2 separate regions of the Zea mays genome follow, and region 1 is linked to region 2. Evidence: chromatin contacts called from public Hi-C data. All regions are on one chromosome and are shown on one strand. The core of a region is the stretch at or near the end of the contact, and the rest is flanking DNA. Distances in the headings are between cores, read along the strand shown.

Evidence for each region. Hi-C and Micro-C count contacts between places; a contact is called where the count stands out from the background.
Region 1: a contact with region 2 is called in a Hi-C map of tassel, with 2.6 times the contacts expected there. The contact joins the enhancer-like site here to the promoter of LOC100281800 in region 2. A contact is called at or near these places in 3 of 25 Hi-C or Micro-C datasets (ear, leaf and tassel).

What each region holds. Positions count from the first base shown.
Region 1 is chr8:129,087,507-129,092,030 of Zm-B73-REFERENCE-NAM-5.0, reverse strand. No RefSeq gene overlaps it. Among protein-coding and RNA genes, the nearest start is that of LOC100216893, 13 kb to the left of the region's middle. Within about 2 kb of position 2,475, at least 9 of the 20 cell types and tissues checked have an H3K27ac peak or open chromatin away from gene starts, as enhancers often do. A contact at or near this core is called in ear and tassel, where this site is marked.
Region 2 is chr8:128,950,597-128,955,561 of Zm-B73-REFERENCE-NAM-5.0, reverse strand. It overlaps LOC100281800 (triacylglycerol lipase), which reads left to right and starts at 3,702. Exons shown (of 5, transcript NM_001154720.3): 1 at 3,702-4,424. The coding sequence starts at 3,849.

The DNA of each region.
Region 1 (4,524 bases), core at 1,226-3,725, 140 kb before region 2:
AAATCATGTTTTTGAGGACCTTCGGAAGCCGAAGGCCCCCAACACCTTCGATGTGGTCGAATACTTCACAAAATGGATCGAGGCAAGGTAGTCTCCATCATCACCTCTAGAACAGCGTAGAAATTCTTTTAGCAAAACATTGTCTGCTGGTTCAGAGTGCCCTCCGAAGTCCCGGTTGACAACGGGAAGCATTTTGACAACCAATGTTTTTGAGATTTTTGCTCTTCTATTGAGAACAAAATCAACATCACCTCTATATATATCGTCCCCAATCAAATGGAGCAGTAGAGAGAGCCAACTGCAAATTCTTCATGTCTGCCAAAGAAACGACTACTCAAAGACAAAAAAAGGAAAATGGGCAGAGCAACTGCCAGAAGTCCTATGCTCACTAAACACGACAGAGACCAGGCCAACAGGATTTGCTCCGTTCAAACTAATGTTTGGGCCGAAGCCATGACCCTGCAAGAACTCAAATTCAGTTTCCCTTGAAAAGAGAGCAACTCCATCCTGAAGGTTGATGAATCAATAACAAAATACCTACTCAAACAATGTAGGGTTGAAGCCCTCAGCACCATCAATAAGTAACAAGAGCAAACGAAGGCATGGCGAGACAAACTAGTCAAGACCAAGAAGTTCGATGTAGGCGACCTAGTCCTCATTCACACCCCACGAACCTAGTAAAAAGGCAAGCTTGAGCCAAAGTGGGAAGGCCCCTACATTATCTCCAAGAAGACCTCTCCAAACTTCTACAAATTAGCCAACCAGTCAGGGATAGATTTGGAACATAGCTAGAATGTAGACAACCTACACAAGTTCTACATATGAGACTCACTTCCAGAGGGGCTACAGAAAAATGCCCTAGTAATTTTACTTTTTCCATTTAAGAGCATGTGAACCTAGGCCCGTAATCTTTTCCTCACAAAGGGGCTAAGATTTTTGATGAAGCAGAGCCTTGTAATAAAAGGATAGATTCACCCTGTGAACTCTCACCTATCGAAAAGACTCGTACTCGAGTCCTAACATTCAACAACCGCAAGTCACCATGACAGTATACAAAAAGCCTAACTATCATGTGCGACAACCATAAATCTACGCAAAAGTCATCTAAGGGTACAACCGGATTAGCACTAAATAAGTGTGAAGTCACCTAAGGGCGCGAAGTTGTCTAAGGACAGAACCGGATTTAGATAAAATTCTGCCAAAGTTATCCAAGGATGCGAAGTAATCGAAGGATGCGGCCGGATTCAGATAACATCTTAGCGAAGTCACCTAAGGGTGTGAAGTCATCGATGGTCACACGCAGATTCAAACAAAATTCTATCAAAGTCACCTAAGGGTGCGAAGTCGTCTAAAAACGCGCAAGAATATGTGGCAAGAAGTGATAGAAAGGCACAACCAATTGTGCGAAGATGGGTGCAGCCTAGCCGACTCTAAATCAGCGCAAAAGACAGTTAAAAGGGTATAAAAAGTAACCCAAAAATGCAACATGCACAAAAAAATCTAACAACGCCAAAGGCCAAACGCGCCCTCACATCGGCCCCTAATCGGCAAGGGGGGCAAAGGCAGGGGAACAAGACCCAGCTACCTGTAATCAAAAAGCAGCAGCTCAAGCTCTTCACCCCTAAATAAACACCTAGTTTCATCCTAGCGAAGACAAGAACCACCGACAAAAAACCACCAAGTTTTTGCATACTTCGAAGTCCCGGCTTCTGTCATGGCTGACGAAGTCAGCGCGATGATATTCCCTGAAGCTGGGCGAAGGCACTTGCCCTTCAATATTTTCTCCCAAAGCGGGCACCCCGCTACCGAAGTCGGAACGATTAGCCAGCAAGGGCTCCCCTTTTTCTATTGCAAGAGGAGCCGATGACACTTCATCAAGAAGCGCAAAACACACTAATTTGTCCTTGATATTTAAGGACTCCTCTAACCCAAACAACATATAAATTTCAATAGATTCCACTGATGGACTACGACGGTTCGGAGAAACAAAAATTGCATCAACTTCTGTCTCCATCGTACCATCAATAACCAGCAAAATGTGCTGCATAGGCCCTAGCAACAGAACCTGCACAAACACCAATCATTGCATTGGTCAAGAAAAAATGCTTTGTTTTTACACAAGTCGTCACACTAAAAACATAAACAACCTGACTACTTTCAATGTTAGTAGCCTTCGTCGCGTTAGCTCCACTACTCTGATCTCCGCGAGTAACATCTGTGTCGGACAAAAATAAGGAAAGTACGAAAGCAGGGGAAAAATAGCAGCAATCACCTTCTCCACATCCTGGCTCGCGCGTTCACGTACAATTCCAATGCCATGCGGCTCCCACATCATGTCAAACAGCACGCCAGCAGGCCTTTGCATATCAACATCTTCGACCTTGTACATTTCAAAGCCGGGAACCCGAAATGATTGAAATGATGGCAGGCCTTGCGCGCAAAAGCATTGGTGGTCCGTTCGTGTGTCACTTGGGCTGAGTACGACATGAGGCCTTCAACAACGAGGCTAAGATTTTCGATTTCATCCTACAGGCTACAGCCGATGGAAGAATCGAGCCCTCGCTCGGGTTCTCACCAACATCGTAAAATAAATGTAAATACCTAAGCCCCAAACTTACGATGTGTGTCATGCAGCTGAATGTGCACCGCCCGCACACTGCTGTGAAGGGAGGCCTCCGCCTCATCATATTCCCTTCGCAGCTCTTTCAACTCTGTGTTAGCGAGACACATTCGTTCGGAGCAAAGGCAATGTGTAGCTTTCATAGTGGATGCAACCACCACAACTGGGGAAGATGTCTTTGCCAATGTTGCAATAGGCATGGAAGGAGTGCCCCCTACCGCGAGGGCCAAAACCATGCTAGCTAAAGTGACTAGGTGCACTTCATGGGGGCTATCAAAGACCCTAGCTTGGCATGTCATTCCTTCTAAGGTTCAACCAGGCGCACATGTTCCCTCTTCTTTGACCCCTTCAAGGCGCTCTCCATTTTAGCTGATACAATAGTATCAATGTTATGCCCATAAGGAAACACTTTCAAGGACTGCACTAGCCTAGACATAATAAAGTCCTCGCTAGAGGCCCGAGGAATAGGTACGGTACACCTCTAGGCAACTTACCCCGGGTAACTTTCAGCATTCGCGTCGATTCCTACTTCAAGGTCGACGCAGCCATGACTTCCCCCGGCTTCGAGAACGTTGCAGCCAAGTCTTCGCAGAAACCAGCTGTTGCTATTGTTGCACCGAACCCTTTGTCCCTCACGACCCCATCGGGTTAGCAAAAGTTGTTCAAGTTTTCTTATTTTTATTCGACCTCGGAGACACCCCTTCCTTTCGAGGTCCCCTTGTCCGCCAGCACACCCTTCACACGACGCCTTTTCTTGCTCGCCACCTCCTCAATGTCTTTGGAGACTTCCTCCAGATACAGCCCACACTATCGGAATCCGACTCTTTGTCGAGTGCATGCGTATTTGCCGAGTGTTTTTTGTTGGGCACTCGACAAAGTAATCTTTGCCGAGTATCGCAGGTATAGACAGACTCTCGGCAAAGACCTCTTCGCCGAGTGTCAAACTCTCGGTGAACGCCGGCGCTCGGCAAAGGGCCGTCAGCAGTGGTCTATAGCTGACGGCTGTTAACTTTGCCGAGCGCCATCCTTAGACACTCGGCAAAGAAACTACTTTGTCGAGTGTCCCAAGACCGACACTCGACAAACTATTCTTTGCCGAGTGCCAACTTTGGACACTCGGCAAAGTATATTTTAATTTTTTTCTTTTACTAACCAAACTTTTTGTGGTTTGTTCCTACACTATGTAAAATTAAATGTTCCATTTTGGCACAATTATAAAAGTGTTTGCTATAACTATTGGATTTTATTCGTTTAATTGAATTTCCTCGAATAATTCAGATTTGAACTGCAAGTGACTCGAAACATGGAAAACTGTGAATGTAAAAATGATATCCATGTTATTTAGCATAAGTTACACACTACATAACCCTGAACTTGCCATCCAGTTGTTTAAAGATTATATAAAATATAAAGTCAGAAAATCTTGAAACTTGTCCACATGTCATGATATCATATGTAGAGGCTATGATAAAAAGTTGAAACTGTTTCGTGAAAGTTATCATGCAGTGTGTGGAGAAACCTAGCCGGTCTACATTGAAGTTCTATAATTTCATATGTAGGACACTTAGGTTTCCACACATAGTGTGTGATAACTTTCACTAAACATTTTTAATTTTTTATCACAACCTCTACATATGATATCATGACATGTGGACAAGTTTCATGATTTTCAGACTTTGTTTGTGTTTTATACAATTTTTAAACAACTGGATGGCAAGTTCATGGTCATGTTTCGTGAGCATTGTTGGGGGCCTTCGCCTTTTGAAGGTCCTCAAAAACATGTTTAACCATTGGTTACCAAGTATTGCATGAGCTTCGGTACCAGAACACGTTCGATATAGGACATTGGAGGGGCGACGAAGCTAACTTCGTCATAGCGACACAGGGAGACGAAGCAAGGAGGA
Region 2 (4,965 bases), core at 2,453-4,952:
GTTCTCTTTACTATCAGTGGCTGGCTTTTTTCGTCGTAGCCATGCGTCGACACATATCCTAAGTCATCTCATTGAGTGCATCCACACATTATAAAGTCATCTCATTGGCTTCAACTCAACCTCCAACTTTCTTCTTTTCATCATCCTTTTTCTTCTAGTTGGCACTTGGAACCTCAAACTCCAAATCTGATCGATTCTCTTATTCCATTGAGTCCAATATGATGCTATGGTCATCAAGAACATATCCAAACATTGGAATGACCCAAAATCCAATTCCTTATTGATTTCTCATTTTTGGCTTCTTCTATCAAAGTCTACACACCAGGTGAGCCCTTCTAGATTCTATTTTTGACACCTTCGGGTTTCTCTAGTCTTCCATGGGCGGACGGTCCGTGACTGAGGGCCGAATGGCCCGAGCTTGGTCCCGGACGGTGCTCTCCTCTCCTTCGGACAATCCATAGTAGAAATGTGAGTTTTGCATAGTTTCTGTCCGAGGCTCACTGAGGTGTCGCGGACGGTCCGCTGGAAGGGCCCGAACTGTCCGCGCACAGGTGAATTCTCCAAAAAACTTCTACTGTTCGGAATAATCTACGGTATTCTGAACAGTCGACTTAGAATCAAGATGATTGGACTTATGCACCTGAGAATCAATCAACTAGGCAAACTAGTTAGTCAATTAGATTGTGATAGAGAAAATGGTAAAGGCCATTTCCCTTTTAGATTCTCCTCGCCCACCGCGGTATACGTGGCGGCTGTCTTCTCAACCTTCTCTCCTTTGGCCTTAGCTACCTTCGAAATTTCCACTTTTGACGCCAGGTTGACAGGATGCTTTCTCTTCTTAAGGCTATCTATAGCAGCTTACTCATCACCATCTTCTAAACTCCCACCATCTTCTAAACTCCACTATATAAACAGTACAGTCTGTCATGCAAAATAGTGATTTACATGATCATATACATAATATGTTGGTCATAGCATGTTTGGCTTTCTTTTTCAAAATGTTTACTTCACGTTTTCTTTTCAATCCACCTTTATCATTTTTCTCCAGATTAAGGTAATCAGGATACTTTAATCTTTAAAAATATAATTACATCTATACCTCTATATAAAGCATCAGTTCAAACTTTACAACAGCCACCCAAGCAAATACATCAAACCTTCTCACCTTTGAAACCAAGGAACGAGATTAGTATAAATTTCTCTTACTCACTCAAATACAACAGCCCAACTTATTTGGATCATCCAACGCACAGGAAGCTGCAACCGAGAAATCGTGGCAGCCAGACCACGATTCATATCTGATTCCCTGATTACTGAATAGTTTCAGTAGCCCCATGCAGAAGTAACCCATACTTTTTCAGCTTGCCATCTCTATCGGTTTCTTCTTTGAAATAAACATGTCTGGTGCGCTTAGAGCCTCTACACAACCTTTAAAATTTCTAGCTGATCCACGCATTACAGCCTGTGAAGTAGCCTTTGATGTCGATTATTTGTAAAACTGACTTCAACAGTTCGAAGATCCATGCTTCCATCTGCGCCTGAATTTTATCAAACAACTTGTGCATTACAGAATGACCAAATTGCGCGTTGGATCGAGCTCACTGAAAATACCCATTTTTTACAATCTCTCGCTGGTCGAACACGTTGTAGCCGTACCAGAGATGCGCTAACATTTGCTAAAAGAACGCAGCTTTACTGCTACAGAGTTACGAGAGCAGTGAAGTAGGTTGTGCTGCAATCATGTCGCGATGTGATGAACGTAGTAGCGTGAAAGTTTAATACTCTCTCGATTTCAAATATATACCACTTTATAACAGCACCAGTTTAAACTTGTAAAACACATCCAACTAATTCACCAGTTTAAATAGGCTGAATAGATACAAAACGAGGAGCACAGCCAGCCAGGCTCCCAGCATACGCAGCAGATGGGCATCTCCACGCAAGCCGGCGCTGCCCATGCAACTACATGTATTTGCACGCAAAACGAGAAAGTTTTTAAGGTTGTTTTTTATTATATTTTCTAATTAAAACATTTAATCATCAAATCAATTTTATATTCATGTTTCTCAAAATTTACGAACAAAACTAGACTATACGTGTTGTATAATATTTGAAAAATTATTTATGCACTCTTCTTTTATACATGTTCTGATGCAGATTACCAAACATGAGATGTATTTATCTTGAATGTACTAATACAAACAATAAAACAAAAGACTATGTATGGATAGAGCCTGTGCTCAAGATGTCTGGCTCCTCACGTACAGGGCATGCTATCACCGTTCAGCAACCAAACAGACGGTAAACAAATTGCTCTCATATTTAACATATCATCAAAACAAACGGTTCAGATCGCTGAATAACCTCCTCCCTTAGTCACTAAGATTTAATGTATTATATTATTTAGATCATCCTTCATCTCTCTCCCCTTTGACTCTGCCGCCCCCACCCCCCCTCCCTTCGCGTCCCGCCGCCCCTTCTCCTCCCTCGCGTCGCCGCTGTCGCTGTCAACCACTACCCTCGCATCGCCACCGTCAATCCCTTTCCTTGCCTCTCTGAGATCGGAGCGTTAGGGCATGTGCAGCCTCACATAAATGCCCTGTATCATAAGGGATATCAAGCAATGTTTTAAGTCATTGAGTTGCTTTGAGTCGCCAGAGTACCAATAAGTCGACTCAGTCGACTTATCGAACGACTAATCAATGGTAAATCATCCGTCTAAGTCGTCTAGACCCCAATAAAACGATACATGACGACTCACCTTGTTTTTTTATGTAAAAATATATTGTTTGCCAAAAAACTTGCTTATAATGAAAGAAAGTGATTTGCTTATCAAGTACAGTTTAAAACACATAAGAAAGTGACTTACTTAAAATGATGCTCATAAGCCCTTCGCCCCCCATGTTATGGTTTCCACATGACTTACTTGTCTAATAGATGAGTTGAAATTATGAAAAACAAGTCTTTTATTTAAGTCGTCCACGACTCAAAACTACGATTAATCGTCTAATCGTCTGACTCGATATTAAGTCGTCCAAGTCGTGTCAGGCTACATATCGTGCCAAAAAAATCGATACGACTGACTAATCGTAATTAGTCGGACGACTTAAAATCACTGATATCAAGGAGGCAAGTACAAAAAACACAAGAAATGGTATCTTGGTGAAGGAACTTTTCTAACACGGTTATCTAAATTTAGATACGGTTCTACCCATATAACCTATATAAATGAGAGGTTTTAATGAATAAAATATATATTACGTTATATGAATGTTTTTTAGGTGTATCTAGTGCTTGAAGAACCGAAACCTACCACACCCGTAGCATGTGTTATATGCTAATCATTAATATTTATGCACAACTAACGGAACTAAAAAAAAGACCTACCTATAACCTATGCATGCCGTGCCGGTAGAATTCAATAGCCATAGCACACCCGTAAATACCGGTCGGATACAGTACGCGACCCATAGTTGTCGTCCTTAGCCTTTGACTTTTCAGAAAGAGAGAAACAACACGAAAATTCTCGTTAGAAGGGCCACGTAACCACCAGTGACCACACGCAATCACTATGAGTAATCCACGTGCGCAGTCAATCCTATTCCATATAGACTCATAGTACTCCCCGTAAATTCGCACCCCCTCCGCGCCACGTTTCCTATATTTCTCTCCTTCCCTTCAACTCGGATCCTTTGCGCCACCGAGACGAGACGAGAGGAGACTCGCAAATTCCATCCCTTTCTTTTACCTCCCTGGCTCCCTCCCTCCCTCCCATTTCCCTTCCCGTTTGGTTTTGATCTCACCGCCCAAATAATACGGACGGTGGGACGCGGACGCCACCCAGACCCATGGACGTCCTGAGATTCGTGCCCGGAGTCAGGCCGCCGCTGCCAACCTTCGCCACGCCGGTATCCCCCGCGACTGCTCCCTCGCCGCACGCCGCCGCCGCCGCCGCCGCCCCAGGCCCCGGGTTCCACTCCGGGATGCTGGGCCTGTGGCCGCGCCGCGCGGGAGAGAATGCCCTGGGAGCCGCGGCTGAGGCGGCGGGCGTCGAGGAGGCGAGGGAACGCCGTCGCAGGCGGGCGGTGGAGGCGGAGGACGGCAGGGGAGGCAACTGGGTGCTGCAGATACTGCGCGTGCAGTCATCGCCGCCGCCGTCGCCGTCGCGCGACGATGGCCGCTGCGGCGTCGACGACGGCGGCTCGGTGCCTGGTTCCGGCGAGGGAGACGGGAGTAGCCAGCGGTGCGTGGAGAGGGGCGGCGTCGGACCGGACAGCGAGGAAGGCTGCTCGGTGGCTGACGGTGAGGAGCTCGATCGGGCCGCCTTCTCGAGGTTGCTGCGGAAGGTGTCGCTCGCGGAGGCCAAGTTGTTCTCCGAGATGTCCGGCCTCTGCAACCTCGCCTACATGGTTCCCCGGATCAAGGTAACCACAACTCGATAAGGACCTTTCCTTCCGTTCGATTGCGTAGTCATTTCTGTTAATCATGATCATGCGGGGAGAAGTCTCCTTCTGATTCATATATAAAATAATGACTTCGTAGTTGATTTCTCTAAAATGGGGTTGATTGTTTTGATCCTTTTTCATCAAATATTTACTAAAGTTGCATTTCTGCCATCTAGATTAAGGCTTAATGACAAATCGTGAAAATTTTAAATCTTTTGACATCTCATCTGACTTTTGTTTAGCATTATATTGTCCTTTAATAGAAGAAATAAATAAATCAGGTTCAGCTTTCTTGTTCCGCCTGAAATACAAAAATATGAAGATCATTGATGTCTTGTTTAACGGAATGTTGAGCATCTCTGTTGATTCTTACATTCTGCGCTCAGCTAAAGCACGTGCCTGCGGCTTGTGAAAATGCTAGTTATTTTGACTTCTCTACGATTCCCTTTGATCGGCAAAGTTCGGGCCTCTGTTTTCTGCTATTGTCAGCTAATCTCCTGTTTGCGGTCACAATTCGAAG